Regions from separate parts of the Danio rerio genome. Here region 2 is linked to region 1. Evidence: chromatin contacts called from public HiCAR-type data. All regions are on one chromosome and are shown on one strand. Each heading gives the region's core, a stretch centred on a gene start, on an enhancer-like site or on the middle of the called end of the contact. The rest is flanking DNA. Distances are from core to core; before and after follow the strand shown.

Region 1 (5,639 bases), core at 2,345-4,844:
CAAGTGTTTTTTTTTTTTTTTAGGCTTGTGACTGTCTGTGAGTTTTAAAAGCATTCAGGCATAAAAAGAATGTACCGTTTGTAACTTTGAAAAAGGTAATAACGATTAACTTTATTGAGTTATTTATAAAACAAAAACTACGCAGTATTGTTTCACATTTGATTATTTAATTACTGTTTACCTGAAAACAATTCAGCTCTTCGGAAGACAATAAAACGCTGTTTATTTAATTAGCATATTTTTCTTTATTGAATTCATCTATGCTTGTAGATTGTTTGTTATATGTTACGCACCCCCTATGAATCATCCCAATCAATCTAAAATCGTTTATTTGAGAGTGCACAAGAAGATCTGCGCTTGAGCAGCGTAGGCTATCTTTGAGGGGGTGTGCAAGAAGTTTTGTGCATGAGCTGACGAAATTGGCGCGCAAGCAAAGAGATTTGCATGCTCATAGGCCATTACATAAATGCGATCTCGACTTAATACTGCGCTCACAACATTTGTCATTGAAATAACACTACATGTAGTTGATAGATCTTTGTAAAAAAAAAGGCCTGCCGCCACAGCTGGAAAAAAATCTTAGAGGAAACACTGATCATTTTTTCCAAACAGTTTTTTCTCATTTAGAAAAAGTGTTTTCGTAGTATGGCTGTGCTATATGGCAAAATGCAAACTCAATTATTTTCCATATTGAACGATAACAATATTTCGATATAAGTAGTTAATGCTTTCAGATTCGAAAGAGTACCCCAACAATGACTGAAGCCACAAAAATTAGTGGTCCATTAACTGGTGTAACATATTTTCGGCTGATGAATTTTCAGCGGCAAAATATCTTAAATATTAACACACTTTTAGATTCCCATTTCTGCTGTTGTACATTTCTGCTGTGTGATTGGCTCTTAGATTAACAACGTCCAGAGCTTATTACTGTTATTGACATAAATTTTATCGCGATTCGATATAATATCATATATAACATCAATATATATCGCAGAATAAAAAAAGTAATCGCAATGTGTCATTTTTTTTTCCAATATTGTGCAGCCTAAAGCAAAGTATTTTCAAATATCAAAGTCATAATTGTCAAGAGACTGCAATTATGATAAAATTTCTAACAATAATCTAGATATTTTAGTTATGATTAGGCCCACATGAAATTTGCGCGCGCAGTAATCTGCATATTTTTAGCCCATCAATGAGTCTATTTATTTACTTGTGTAAATGTGAGTAAATTTATATTTATTGAGTTTTGAAAAATTTCACTAATAATATTGACTAATATCAAAATGTTCATTTGATTTATTTTCAATACAGTTTATAAAGTAATATTATCTGTCTTTTAGTAGATCTTATGTGATAGGGTTGGGACGATAGACTATGCCATTATCCATCGCCGATGGCCAATAGTCATCACAATGCTGAGCCGGCATCACGACCCTCCGCCCCGGTCCCATTGCAGCAGCAACCCAAAAATACACACTTAGGCCCCTTTTACACTAATAAGTCTCAGTTTTAAAATAGCATTTCAGAACGAAAACTATCCACATCCACACTGACGTTTCATCTGGCATTTCTGAAAAGCCCTCCTTCCACACTATACCAGAGAGGATTGCACGTTGGACAGCTTATCAAGAATGTATTGTTGGATCACATCTCACTATAATTGTTAAACGTGCATTTAATTAATTTTGTCTCCATCTAACGACTCTTCTGTTTTTTGAATCTATCAGGTAACGTGTCACACCGTCAGTACACTGCTTCAATCTTTCGCTTTCACACTTGTGCTTACTAATTTTACTGAAAACCTCATATATTTTTTGGTGGTGCAACTTTTTTACCAACCAAGTTTGTCGATGCCATTGTGATGACACAGATCACTCTGCCTATTCATGCCAGAGTCCCACTGAAAAAATGATTGACAGGTGGTAATTTGTGTGTAACTATTTATTTATGATTAGGTTATGGGTGAAAATAAAAAAAGACCATGCGGGTCAGGTAGTTGAAACGGTCGGCTCCAAATAATTAATTAATTAGTTCTGAATTGAATAATTATTCATAATAATCAAAACACCGCAGCCTACGACAACGATGCCATTGTCCATCGCGATGTTTCACATTAGACATTGTATGATGCCAAAACATCGCCCAACTCTAATATGAGAGACTTACTTTGTTTACCAAATAAGTGCATCTAATTAGATTTGCATTGTAAACATTAAATGAAACTTTAAAAAGCTATAGTTTTTTTTTTTTATTTAATATATTATGGTTTTAGTTATGATACTCACAAAAGTCATTCCACATAAATCCGCAGATTTTTTACTAGTTTCTGCGCTGAAATAGCAAAAAATGTCTGCAGATTCTATCTGGCCCTAGTTATGATCCACTTTTAGTTATTAAAATATTTTATTGCTTTTACATTTAAGGATTTAAAAAGCAGTTGTGTTAAAATAGCATAGACATTTTATTGTGTGTTTTTGCCTTGAAAATATGAATAAATAACCTGACACCTGCTAAACCTGACATTTAGGAACCATTAAAATTATATATATAAAATATATATATTTTTTGCTAAATATTTCATTTAAGGTTTTAAAACCAGAACAAATACTATAAATATTACATTTTAATTAAACTACTTAAAAAAAAACATTTCGTGTGGCATTTTTCTAACACACACACACAAACACACACACATTACAGTGTTAAAACTGAAAGTACTATAAACCAAAATCAGGAAGAGCAGAATAAAAGTAAACAATAACTTACTTTTCAACTGTCAGAAAATCACTGTTGATTAAAAAATGTCAAACACGGTGGTTCATATAAAGCTGTGCAGATATTTAGACTGAATGAAGCTCCAGTTCATGAATTCCCAGTCTTAAATCTTAGCAAAATGCTTTCCTTCATACTGATACACACTCGAAGCACGGATTTTGGCTCTATAGGACGTAGTTTGTCAATAAAGTCGGTCATTTAACGACTGGTGTGCTGCATTGAACCGCATTGCTTGTGTAACGAATGCACATACATGTGTATATTTATGCTTAGATGTGCATGTTACGGGTTCCCACAACACAAGTGTTACTATTCAGTACCGACAATATGACAATGTCAATAAATACAGCATCGCATCTGGATCTCGGCACTGTAAAACATTGCGATGGACGGAAATCGACTTGTGTTGTCATCAGCAACATGCCTGCTTGCTTTCTTTAGGCCAAATCGCACCGCAGTGCTGAATGAAAACACGTCGCCTGTGCGATAAAATATGGCATGATATAATGCGATTAAACCATAGGCTTACCTTTTATCGAACATCAATGGTGTCTGTGGGTCAGTTGCGCATGGTGTCTGAAAACATGGACTGATTAAATCCGTGTTTTTCCGTCAGTCAGACACATGCATGGTTCTCCTCTCTCCACGGCGATATGAAATGCATGATTTCATATCAAACACGGAAACGACAGGTTCTTATAACAATCTCAGCCTGCGATGTGTTTCATAAGCGCGAGTCGGCGAAAAAAACATGTTGAGGATGATGTTGTGTGTTGATGCCTGGCTGTATGTTTTGAGGTGAGGGGAAAAAAGCGAGGAATCCAATTTCGGTACATCCTCTTTTGAATTATGAATCATCAGTGAGTCGATTCTTTTGAATCTGTTCACTAAAATGATTGGTTCATTTCTGCGCAGTGACTCCAGTGGGTGGCGGGGAACTAAAAGTGGCCTAAATGAATCAATCCCTCAACAGAGTCGTTGTAAAACGAGTTTTCCGTCTCTAAACAAACTATAAAGTCGTTTTCCTCCATTTATACCGTCTTGAATTTGAACTGGTGTATTCATCACAACATTAACCGCCAAAATAAAGTTCCAACAAAGTCCTTACAACGTGTAACGTTAGAGTGCATATTTCTTACACGTTCATGATTATTCATCCGCTTTCTCTTCCGAAGGAGATGTGCTACTTAATTCAGGTAAATTAAATAATGTAACTGTTAATAAAGAATAACTATATAAATCACAAACAATGTATTTGTGTTCGTTTGAAGATGTTTTTTTTTTTATTGACTTCAATAACAAACATACAAACTTCAATTTTACACAAAAAACACAATGATAAGATCAGGATAAATAATATAAATATTAAAAATTAAATAAAAAGAAACAAAAGAGAGAAAAGAAAGAAAAAATAAATAAGTTTAAACATATATATAACACAAAAACAGCAAGAGAAAAGGACTTATGTATCCGCGAAATTTTAAAAAGAATCTGTCACTTTTCTTATTATTAATTAGTCTAAGAGATTTAATAAAAACATCAATTTCTATTAAAAAATGTGAAAAAGAAGGCTGCGAACTGGAGAATTTTTTTTCGTGAATAAAATATTTTCCATGCAAAATAAAAAAGTTAATAATGTAATTCTCTAAAATATCAGTTTTACCTTTATAATAACAGATGATATTTTGAAGTTGAAAGGGTCTGGAAGAAGCAATGTAGTAACCTATATGGAGATATAAGCTTTTCCAAAAGCTTTTTGTGTTTTCACATTGATGTGAAATATGTGTCCCAGTACTGGGTTGCAGCTGGAAGGGCATCCACAGTGTAAAACATATGCTGGATAAGTTGGCGGTTCATTAGGCTTTGACGACCCCTGATAAATAAAGAGACTAACTAAGCTGAAGAAAAATGAATGAATGAATAAAAGTTTTATCAAAATCTTCTCCTTAATTACCATATTATACTAATTCATTCATTTTCTTTTTGGCTTTATTTTTCTGAGGTCCCCACAGTGGAATGAACCACCAACTTATCCAGCATACGTTTTACGCAGCGGATGCCCTTCCAGCTGCAACCCATCACTGGGAAACATCCATACACACTCATTCATACACATACACTACAGACAATTTAGCTTACCCAATTCATGCACTGCATGTCTTTGGACTGTGGGGGAAACCAGAGCACCCGGAGGAAACCCACGCCAACGCGGGGAGAACATGCAAACTCCACACAGAAATGCCAATTGACCCAGCCGAGGCTCGAACCAGCGACTTTCTTGCTATGAGGTGACATCGCTACACTGTGCTACCGCGCTGCCCACCATATTATATCATGAGTTCAATCTATAAACGTGTACAACTTGGCAGCTAAAAAAGCAAAGCAAGACATGAGCTGGATTTTTTCCCCAGGTAAGTTAGTCTGTGCAAACTAAATAAAATAAGGTTTTTGGTCATAACCTGTCATATGTTTTACACTATACACTGACCCCACAAATATTCTTATCAATTCACAAATTAGAAACATGAGTAAAACGTCACTTTTTTCACTGTGAGTTGAACATGGATTTGTCAAATTTACATTGTAGAGTAAAATTAATCTCAAGTTATGTTTAATACAGACCTCATGAATTCAGAATTATTAGCCCCCCATTAATTTTTTTTCTTCATTTTTTAAAATATTTCCTAGATGATGTTTATTAGACCAAAGAAATGTTCACAGTTTGTCTGATAATATTTTTTTCTTCTGGAGAAAGTCATTTGTTTTATTTCAGCTAGAATAAAAACAGTTTTTAATTTTTTAAAACCCATTTTAGGGACAAAATTATTAGCTAACCTTTTTTTTGATAGTCTACAGAA
Region 2 (5,347 bases), core at 2,279-4,778, 170 kb after region 1:
TCATAAGAAACTCAAACAGGTCTGGAACAACTATTATATTTCCTTCCTTTGGGGGGAGAACTATCCCTTTAACTTGAGGAAACACTGCCTTCCTTATAACGTTACCAGATGCCTCAGAGAACGGTGATCACCTTAAAGCGAGTGTCATCTACGTCTTTGACTCCATCATAGTAGAAATTATCCCCAAGACTGAGGACAAAGTCCAGACCGGAGCTCTGAGCAACCCGGGCCAGTTCTTTCGCAGTGTCGGCCTCATGTGGAGTGTAGAAGGGGTATGAAGGACGGCCACCCCAGTCCCCAATCCCTACAAACCTCAGAGAAGATGCTGCAGAGACAGAAAACATTTGCACTGCAACCACGTCTTGAACACTGGGTAACAACTGGTTTTATTAAACATAAAACTTGACTAACTCTACAGAAAGCAATAAATTTTAGGATCACTTTTACAATACTAATTGAATATGCAAAACACTTCTTGCTCTCATTTAGGAATCGCATGAATAATACCATATTTTCAGCTCTAAACGACCATATTTGAGGTAAATTGTCAAGTAGTTTGTATTACTAAATGCTAACTTTCATTTGTGCCTCAGTAATTATGCCCTCATCATGCGCTTATGGCAAGCCGTATTAACATTGAACCTAATATGGCAAGCCATTTAAAGGGGAAATAAAGCCATACTAGTCAACCCTCCCTCTTTTCCCGGGATTCTCCCGTATTTTACAGTTATATTCCGCTGTTATCCCATAAAGATATTTTGCAGTATTTCTCCTGTATTTTCAGTCTTTCTCTAAAGCAGGGGTCACCAATCTCGATCCTGGAGGGCCTATGTCCCTGCAGGGTTCAGCTCCAACTTGCTTCAACACACCTGTCTGGATGTTTTAAGTATACCGAGTAAGACCTTGATTAGCTTGTTCAGGTGTGTTTGATTAGGGTTGGAGCTAAAATCTCCAGGACACCGGCCCTCCAGGAACAAGCTTGGTGACCACTGCTCTAAAGGGTGGCAATAAACATTAAAGAGCCAATATTCCCTATATGCCCCTCGCTCTTGAAATAAGAGTCTGTTCTGTGCTTTCGTTTTTATTTCAGCATGAATACACTTTGAAATAAATAAAAAATGTCGGGATTCCCTTTACTTTTTATTATAGGTACCGTCGCCCCTCCTATGCAATTCTCAAAACAAATAGCGGTGTGTGACTGTCAGCTGACGCGCTCCATAGTGATAAATAGATGCTGTTTCCCAAGCGGATTCTGTACATGCAATTTAAAGCAGAGCGAAAGTTTGGGTTTTGGGTGTGTATTTGAACAGACATATACACATAATTAATAATAATAACATCTAAAGATGTCGATCTTTGTGGGGTTTTTTTTTAACACAACTAATTTTGTCCTCAATGAGCATAAAAACTAGAAAAGCAATGCTTTCATTATAACGTTAGAGGTGTGCATTTTTAAAGTGACACCTGTTTTTTAATGGGTCCCACTTTATATTAAGTGGCCTTAACTTATATGTACTTACACAGAAATTAATAGTTTGTTACAATGTACTTATTGTGTAAATACATGTATTTATTGTGTACTTATGCTTGATTAAATACCTGTATGTAATTACCTCTGTAATTAACTTTTGTAATTACATTTGTAAATACTCTGTTGATCATCCCTTACACCTTAACCCACCGTTAAACCTACCCATCCCACCAAACCTGTCCCTAACCAACCCCTATCCCAACTCAAAAGCACCACAAGTGTTCTCAAATACATTATGACCACAGTAAGTACATTGTATTTATTTTTTTGATGTAAGTACATAGTAGTTAAGGACACTTAATATAAAGTGGGACCTTTTAATGTAATCAAACGGAAAAAAAAATCTAATAAATGAAATACATATTAGACTCTTAATATAAATATGTTGTCTTTTAAAAATATAATAGTACCCAAAAAATAAGCACTAGTAGCTAATTAATAAGTACTTCTCTCTAATGGAAAACACTAGTACAATGTTTCTCAAACTGTGGTACGTGTACCACTAGTGGTACGCAGGCTTGCTTCTAGTGGTACGCGGAGGAATGAAATATGTCATGTACATGCTATACACATTTCAAAAATGATGTATATAATATGCCATATATGACATGTAGCCTATATTTCTGAGGTAATCTGCCATGTTTTTTTTTTACTTTGCAGAGTTGTAGCTGCTATATTTCAATACTACGCTACTGTATTTCAATACTGCTCATTGTGGTGGTACTTGGAGAGACAATTTTTTTCTGAGGTGGTACTTGATGAAAAAAGTTTGAGAACCACTGCACTAGTACATTGTTAGACATTTTATTGTATGTTTTGGTAGTAATTTACTGGCTTCACTGTTGCCAGCAAGTTACAGCAACTGCCCTTTTACAGAAACTTACCTGTAGATGTGCTTTACAAAAGCCGGGCCTTACCGCAATTTCATTAAAATATCCTTACCGCAACTTATTTTTAATGGTAAAACGCCCTTTACCACATTTTAATTTTACAGTATGACAATTTTTACAGTACTTTTTCTGTAATTTATTTACATTTTACACTACAAAACTTTTGTTTTGTGCATTTACTATTGAATGTAATAAATTACAAACAAGTTAGTTTTGTCTTTAACTACAGTAGCAGTACTTGATTACAGTAGAATACCGCAAAAATTCTAATATCTCGTAAGTTACTGTAAAACTTTTAAAATGACCCACAAAGGAGTGCATATTACAGGAGTGAACTGTAAAGAATGTATGTGGTATTTTACTGGGCTTTTTGCAGTAAACAACTGTAAAATTGCTGCAAAGTCTAGCAGTGTAGCTATAAAATACTATTATCATAAGAACATACTTTTAGATTAAATGATAAACAGCTTGCCATATCGCACTGGAAATTTCACTCTGCTTCTGTGAGCTCCAAACCCCGCCTACTTCAATTTGATTGGCCCTTTCAATCATTTTGACATTAACTAGCATTATTTACTGCTGAGTCAAGTAGGCCAGCCTAAAAATACAGTATAACTGTACTTTTGGTCAAAATGGACATCCTAACATATGAACTTTTCATAATGCAGGGCAGCATAAGAGTGTAAAAAATGCCAATATTATAATATTCTGGCATTTCTAATATCTGAGGGTCCACCTCAAAGTGGTTACAGCCATGATGTATATTTAAAAAGCCACTTGATCACATGAAACATTCTTACAGAACTGGTTAGTTTGCATTGTCATCGTGAGGTCGTTACGTTTACTCTTCCTAGCATCATAAAGATAGTCATTTAGAGAAAATACTTGAGAAATACCTTGTTGGTTTGTCTGACTTGCTGTGCTGAATGTCTGAAGGCAGGAGATAAGAAGGAAGGCCAGCTTCTTCGCCATATCATGCTTCAGATCCTAAAAACGCTTTAAGTTTGTGAAAACAAAAAGTTACAGCGACGCAAACAGACTATACACTCGCTGCTTTACACCTTCAGGGGAACAAGATGTGGTTTATGACAAGCTTCCTGTACTGAGGTGAAAATGAAAGACTGAAGCACATGATGCGGTGGCCAATGATCAGCAGTTTAAAGTGTAAACAAATGAACGGCACTGTCAGCTTCATGAGAAAATAAAACATGCTAATGATTCTTGCTTTCAGGAAGATTACTTTAGATTAATTGTGTAGTTAATTAAATATAATAGTAAATGTTTTATTTAAAAGGATCCAGATGAGTATTTTTTATATTTATTCACTCTATAAATATTGATAATCCCAAATATTGGCCTTACAAAACAAATGGTTAATAATCAATAATAATAATAATAATAATAATAATAATAATAATAAATGGGCTCAATTTCTTGATGTTTTATGATTATTTTTTATAAATCTACAACTCAAGTGACCTCTCTGAGGCAAATAAAATGCAAAAAAGTAAAACTACTGAATTATTAGCGCCCCTGTTTATTTTTTTGCCCAATTTCTGTTTAACGTAGGGACGTTTCAACACATTTCTAAATATAATTGTTCTAATAACTAATTTCTAATAACTGATTTTTTTTATCTTTGCCATGATGACAGTAAATAATATTTTACTAAATATTTTTCAAGACACTTCTATACAGCTTAAAGTGACATTTAAAGGCTTAACTAGGCAGATTAGGGTAATCAGGCAAGTCATTGTATAATGATGGTTTGTTCTGTAGACTATTGAAAAGCTTAAAGGGGCTAATAATTTTGTCCCAAAAATGTTTTTAAAAATTAAAAACTGCTTTTATTCTTGCCGAAATAAAACAAAATAAGACTTTCTCCTGAAGAAAAATCATTATCAGACATACTGTGAAAATGTCCTTGCTCTGTTAAACATCATTTAGGAAATATTTAAAGACAAAAAAAATTCAAAGAGGGGCTATTAAATGTGACTTCAACTGTATATAATTTTCTATTAATATACTATTACTGTTAGGGTTATATACTTGTATTGTACAAAACAATTAAACAATTCTTTTGAATGTTAATACTGCAAATACTACTTAACCATTAACATCAACAACATATTTAATTACAAATAAAAAGTGTTACTTATCACCAGGGGCGGTTTTATTGATTTGGGGGCCCTAACAGTCCTAAAATGCACCCTCTGTACTTTTATTTGTTTTCTATTCATTTATACTGGTGTTTTTGCTCTCTCCTTTCCTACATTTTACACAGCAATCGTGTGTGTGCAGTGTATGTGTATATACCTTTCAAGTACTGTATATCATTTACTTTTTTGTCAGTCTGTTACTATGACAGCCAGAGTTAATCTTTAATATCAGTGTAATGTGAAGTTCCGTGTACTGATCCACTGGTGAGATACCGCCCCAAATATCATATCAGGCTTCATAAGAGTTGACATTGGAAGCAATCCAGCACATCTCATACATCATTAACTTGCACTGAATCGCAAGTCATGAACAGCTGAGACTGCAGGATTGAAGCAGGCAAACCAATGTGTACTTTGAAAATGAGCTCCGGTACAAAATTGAGAAGTATTAAAAGGACTATGGTGCAACCACAAAAAATATTTCCCATTTAAAGTAAACATAGTAATGCCTATGCAATAGTATGCCCATAGTTAAACTCATTTGTAGTAAAGATATTAAACATATATATATTTAAAAAAAAAAAGTCTTATTTTTGGTAAAAAAAAAAAATTAATAATAATAATAATTATTATAATATGTTTTAAACAATCATACATTTTAGAAACAAACACACACACACACACACACACACACACACACACACACACACACAAACGAATACTCACCAGCCACTTTATTAGGTGCTCCTTATTAGTACAAGGTTGGA

What was found. HiCAR-type assays count read pairs that join an accessible place to other places.
Region 2: a contact with region 1 is called in a HiCAR-type map of caudal fin, with 4 times the contacts expected there. The contact joins the promoter of acp5b here to the promoter of tlcd4a in region 1. A contact is called at or near these places in 2 of 18 Hi-C or Micro-C datasets (caudal fin and hematopoietic stem cells) and 1 of 4 datasets of contacts at active chromatin or transcription factors (caudal fin).

The regions. Positions count from the first base shown.
Region 1 is chr24:35,295,540-35,301,178 of GRCz12tu, forward strand. tlcd4a (TLC domain containing 4a) reads right to left here and starts at 3,595. Exons shown (of 8, transcript XR_012399478.1): 1 at 3,311-3,595.
Region 2 is chr24:35,463,591-35,468,937 of GRCz12tu, forward strand. acp5b (acid phosphatase 5b, tartrate resistant) reads right to left here and starts at 3,529. Exons shown (of 6, transcript NM_001002452.1): 1 at 3,318-3,529; 2 at 132-325. The coding sequence starts at 3,393.